2 separate regions of the Sus scrofa genome follow, and region 1 is linked to region 2. Evidence: chromatin contacts called from public HiChIP or PLAC-seq data. All regions are on one chromosome and are shown on one strand. Each heading gives the region's core, a stretch centred on a gene start, on an enhancer-like site or on the middle of the called end of the contact. The rest is flanking DNA. Distances are from core to core; before and after follow the strand shown. Region 1 has its middle 29 kb from the start of ARL8B. Region 2 overlaps ITPR1 (inositol 1,4,5-trisphosphate receptor type 1).

Region 1 (2,700 bases), core at 116-2,615, 310 kb before region 2:
CCCTTACTTTACAGACAAGGAAGGTGACACTCAAGTCACCCAGCTGGCTGGCAGCGCCTGTTAGGATCAATAACTTTTGCAGGAACCCCAGTGATAAAATTGACTGGACTCTTAAAGGTGAACACATGTTCTGGTATTTTACAACTAATGAAGAGTAAGCTAGCACAGCCCCCATTCCCTATGATCACCTCAGGTTGCCTGGTAACTTGGTAGGTTGCCTCTTAAAAGGAGAAGAGTTATCTGCAAAGGATGATATATAGCTTTGTTCCAAATCCTGAGATTCTCTGCTAAGAGGCAGCTGTGGGGACCTACCAGTGTCTCAGAACAGCATCCTTCTGCAGAGGCATTTCCAGCACCATGGTCAGCAGCCAGACCCTGTAGCCTCCCACAAAACTGACAGCTTTTGGGGTTATGCAGTGAGTGAGGAATGAAGGTGTGAGCTCTGGGAAGAAGCCCTGACCAACGTGCCTGCAAAGGGAAAAGGGGATATGGAGTGGGTAGAGGAAGATGGCAGTTATAAATATCAGCTATGACCACATGACCAGTTGCAGAAACCAGGACTATAATTGTTGGAAGCATTCCTCCTTATTTGACATGAATACATTTTCTTATACACAAACCAGTTTCCCCTCTTCCAGTGCCCTATTTAATATGGGACATATTTTGGGGGGCCATGTCCAGAGTACGCTCAGTTCCTGGGCCAGGGATTGAACCCACACCACAGCAGCAACCCAAGCTGCAGCAGTGACAAAGTCAGGTCCTTACTCCACTGGGCCACAAGCGAACTCCTGACATAAAACATATTAACAGTAGTTTACCTTTCATTTCAGTATTTAAGTTACAGAATATCAAAGGGACACTGACTCCCCTATGGAAAAAATCACCCCAAAATGGATAAACTTTGGAGAGGTTTGGCAAGTTTCTGGGTGAATGAGACAAACTGCACTATGTCTGTCATTGGTTAAGATGGGAAAGAGATGCAAAGTAGTCTAAGTCTAACACTCATGTGAACATAGAAATAATACTGCATTTGTCCACACAATATAATTCAACATCCTCAAAAAGCCAATGTGCCAACAAGTTTCAAGGAAATTGATGCTTCTGTGCTAGAGAATAAATAACCAAATGCCACCTGGGCAGTGGGGGGTGGGAGGAGACTCACACTCTCTCAGGTTTCTTAAAACTTATAGCAGCAGTGACTTAGTGTTGATACCAAGAGATAGTGGGGGAGGCTTTGTGCAGAAATGATTTCTGGTGCCAGGTGACTCATTTTTAAACAACTTCCACATTCGGCAGATGGTGATAATGCCAGCGCTTAACGACAAGGCTGAGTAAATCAGGACGGCATGTTTCCACACTTCTCAGATGCTTATTTCTAAACATTATGTAAAAACCATGTCTTTGGGTACCTCCCTCTGCAGTGAGCCATGCTGCCTCTGGAGCCCATCCTGCCCTCCTGTTAGAAGTGACAATGGACCACCCTGACTGGACTATGGGAGAAGGATCTAGACACTCTCATTTTTCAATGCTGAAAGCATCAGGCCACAGAGGACACTGACCACACACATTTTCTGTCCTGGTCATTTCTCACAGGAACACTGCCCTATTGAAAGGATCTTCACCTTCAACAAATTCCCATGTATTTTAGGCAAATTATGTAACCATACAAGATAGAAGGAACATATGATCACTGAGGCTGGGGCAGAAATAACTAAATTTTCACCAAATATTTCATGCTCCCCCACCCATGAGGCAGAGTTGGTGCTGAAACGTGGTGGCCTAGGGAGGCAGTGCATCCCAAGGCCCTTTCATTTGTGCAGGGGCATGTGACTAGTGTTGGGCAACAGAAGGCGAGCAGAAGCGATTTGTGTTACTTATGGCCAAAGTAGTTAAGAAGAGGGTCTGCCATTTCTTTTCTCCCCTTCCTCCTGGACACAGAGGTCTCTAAGCCTCTAAGGGTTGGTAGAGCCAAGAGATAAGATGTGACTGGATGCCAGAATCACCACCTGGATGAATGCCACCAGGAACATCTTCATCAGATTATTTTGTGAGTAACAAATACATTTTCACTGGGTGAAAACACTGAAAATGGGGGTCTAATCATTATTGTAGCTCATATTTCTCTCATTAATGCAGAGGCCAACCTCCATCTCCCTCTATCTAAGGTTTTAATTCTCTTTACAACTCCTCACAGAGATATTAGTAGGAATAACCAGAAGCACCTTGTATGATGGTCAAGATTATGGACACTTGGTGTCAGGCACACTAGGGCTTGAATTCCATTTTCAGTACTAAACCAGCTATGTGTTCTTGGTCAAGCCAGTTAACTTCTCTGAGTCTTGATTTCCTCACTTGTAAAATGGGCAAAATAATAGTACTTATATCATAATACTGTTGAGAAAAGTAAAGGAGCTCATCCATGTAAGGCACTAAGTATTCAAGACAGGAAGGCTTTTGTTCTTATTGGCATTATCCTACAGGTGATCGTCCAACTTATGCTGGTGATAATATTAAAGAGATCAATGGGCAGGTTTCTGTTGCATTGTCACTTTCCAGAGGGCCAGAAGAACTTAGGTACACAGGCAGCTTCTCTAATTAGATAACAGGACCTTGGAAAGCTGAGTGGGTTGGTAGAATTAGAAACATAGGTCCTTGGAGACTCGGGTAAGCATCAAACTCTCTGGGCACTAACACATCTTA
Region 2 (2,700 bases), core at 149-2,648:
CCCTCAGACTACCTCAAAAGGACTGAGCTTCTCGAACCCAAGTGACAAGGAACATGCTGACTATCTTTGCAAGAATGTCTTGCCCTGAACTTCAGAACCTGGTGCCAGTGGGTCCAGGCATCTTCTCTTGTTACTTGGAGAGTTGTGGGCAATCATGCAAGTCTTACACTCCCAACCATGGGAGCTTCTTTGGGATTTTGGGTTTTCACTTCCAAACCTGGATCTAGATCAAAGACTCCTGTTCAATGACATGCCAGTTTCCTGGGAATGGAGAAGAAAGATGTATGTCCGCAGATGACTGGGACCAAAAAGTGACATAATAATGATAATAATAACACAGAGAAGGAAAGGAAAGGTCCTGGGTCAGGGAGCAGTTAACTGCATTGCCCGTTGCTTTCGGCTTCACCTGTAACATCTGTTAGTGTAAATACCTGATAACTGAGGCGATGAAGACTTCCCTGCCTCCTGGGCCTCTAAAATCACTTCAAACATAGAAACAGTCAGAGAGATGGAGGTGAATTGTGTGTGAAAACAACATAAATAGCACAGCCCCCAGGCTCACTGGATCATCAACCATGACACAGAAGCAAAATTTAAGAAGTTGGATTTTTGACAGAAAAATTTAATAAAATGAACCTCATTTTAAAATAATCAAGGCAGCATTAATACAAATAATCACTGCCTCATTTTGAGAGCCTTCTAGGACCCTGGCTTTGAGTGAGGCACTTTCTGTGAATCACCTTCTTCTGGGCAGGAGCTGGGCTGAGCGGTCAAGGGCACTGCCCCGAGCCCTGAGGGACTGAGGAGACAGGAGTGGAACAGGCCTTCCTGCTCCACCACACCAGCCCCAGGGCAGCAGCTCCTTCCTGCAGCTCTACCTGACATTACTCTCTTTAATCCTCTCAACATGAGCAAAAGGGAGGGACTCAGTTTTTCCAATTCTCTTTTCACAAGTGAGAAAACTGAGTTTCAGCGTGTCCTGAGAAAGTCCAAGGTCACCCTGCCGGTTGGAACTCCAGCCCAGGTGTTTCCGCTTTGGAAGCCAAGTTCCTTCTCCTGCACGCCTGCCCTACTGGGTAGTGTCCCCCCAAGTCCCTGACCCCATGCCACCCACTCACCATGGAGGGCCCACTGGCAGCACCTACAAGCCCTCCCTGAACCAGGCCAGGGTGCTTTGCTGTCCAGACCCTTGTGGTTTCCGCTGAAGGGCAGAGTGCCTGGGGGAGCCTGCTGGGGCCCCACCACCTGCCTCCCTCTTACTGTCATGGTAACACCCCCCACGCCAGGGAGAAAGCAGGCTCCTGACTCTGATGCTGGCCACACTCTTCTCCCACATGGATAAAACCCGAGGTCAGAAAACACCGCTCAGAAGTGACTCATTTCTGACTTCTCTGCCAAACACAACACCCTTTTACGTAACTCGCTTGCACACCACTCTCCTCCTCCTGGGGTGGCTGCCCTGTCAAACCAAGGCTGATCTTCCTCACCAGCTGGCCCCCCATTTCCAGCAAAGGCAAAGCAAACTGCTTCTCACCCTCCCACCCCCGCTCCCCGGGGTCAGAGGGGGGTCTCCAGCGTGCTCTCTCCTCAGTGCCTTCTGTGGTGACTTCTTCTGGAAGGGGTGGGAGATTTCCTATCTAACACTGGCTCCTGGCCTGCTGTCTCAAGCCAACCTCAAAAAAAAAAAAAAAAAAAAAAAAAAAAATGTGGTGAGGGAAAGGCCCTTGGACGAGGGATTTCTCTCTCATCTCATCTCTCAGCTGAATCCGCAGCCAGCTTCCTGACAGAGCACTTCTCACAGTTTCCAACTCATACTGTGTACGTGCAGAGAAGAAAATCCTTTTTGGGTGTGTCTGGAGGCTAGACTTGGCATAGGAAGAGCCTTGGGCAGCCATTTGATACATGCAATTTGCTGTGCTTCTGCAACCGGAAACAATTAATCCCCCCCACCACCAAATCTTTTTGGATCTGTCCCCTTTATTTGCTGAACGGTTCTCTGTGGTCAGATCAGCACATATATCCTCAACCATCTGTATGTGCTTAAAACACCCCAAACACTAGGTGTGTTGAAAGATCCATTCTACTCCTTCTCTGCCCCAGGTGAGACCAGCCTCTGTGTTCCTGTAGGAAAGAGGAAGTGGGGGAACATTCCCCCGGGTGCTGGTGGGAACATCTCAGGAGGAAGGAAACACACAAAAATTGGCAAGGACTCGGAGGACGGATATGCAAGTGCCATGAGACTTGCTGAGCCCCTGCATGTGCCAAAAATTAATTCACAAGCAAATGCTTATTTTATAGTTTCCCACTTTGCTACAAAACATCAAGCAGAAAGGAAAGATTTCTTCTGGGGGCTGGTAGGAAGTGGGTGGCACTGGAGAGGGCAGAAAGAAAGCAGGAGTTACTCTTAAAGGGAAGCTTGATCCCATGGCTCCACGATGTCACCTGTTCCAGGGGACCCCCCGGGGGGCAGTCCCACCTCCTTGTTCCTGTAAGCAGGGGATAACACCATGAAGTCTGAGCCACTCTGACGGCACCCAGGGAGGAGAAGTTTGGGAGGTGATATCCATCCTCAGATGTTATCACCATCACAGAAGCCAGGGCAGGGACAGAAGAGACTGGAAGACTTGGAGTCCACTGTGTCAGGCCAGGAAATATCCTCAGTTTGGCTGCCAGGCATTTCAGGGCTGAAGTGATGATGTG

What was found. HiChIP or PLAC-seq counts read pairs in DNA pulled down with a chosen protein or histone mark.
Region 1: an H3K27ac HiChIP or PLAC-seq map of alveolar macrophages shows a contact between it and region 2. The contact joins two enhancer-like sites. A contact is called at or near these places in 1 of 47 Hi-C or Micro-C datasets (embryonic fibroblasts) and 1 of 2 datasets of contacts at active chromatin or transcription factors (alveolar macrophages).

Annotation. Positions count from the first base shown.
Region 1 is chr13:61,610,161-61,612,860 of Sscrofa11.1, reverse strand. No RefSeq gene overlaps it. Among named protein-coding and RNA genes, the nearest start is that of ARL8B, 29 kb to the left of the region's middle. Within about 2 kb of position 1,365, at least 2 of the 83 cell types and tissues checked have an H3K27ac peak or open chromatin away from gene starts, as enhancers often do. A contact at or near this core is called in alveolar macrophages, where this site is marked.
Region 2 is chr13:61,302,134-61,304,833 of Sscrofa11.1, reverse strand. All of the region lies in intron 41 of ITPR1 (inositol 1,4,5-trisphosphate receptor type 1), which reads right to left. Among named protein-coding and RNA genes, the nearest start is that of BHLHE40, 220 kb to the left of the region's middle. Within about 2 kb of position 1,398, at least 44 of the 83 cell types and tissues checked have an H3K27ac peak or open chromatin away from gene starts, as enhancers often do. A contact at or near this core is called in alveolar macrophages, where this site is marked.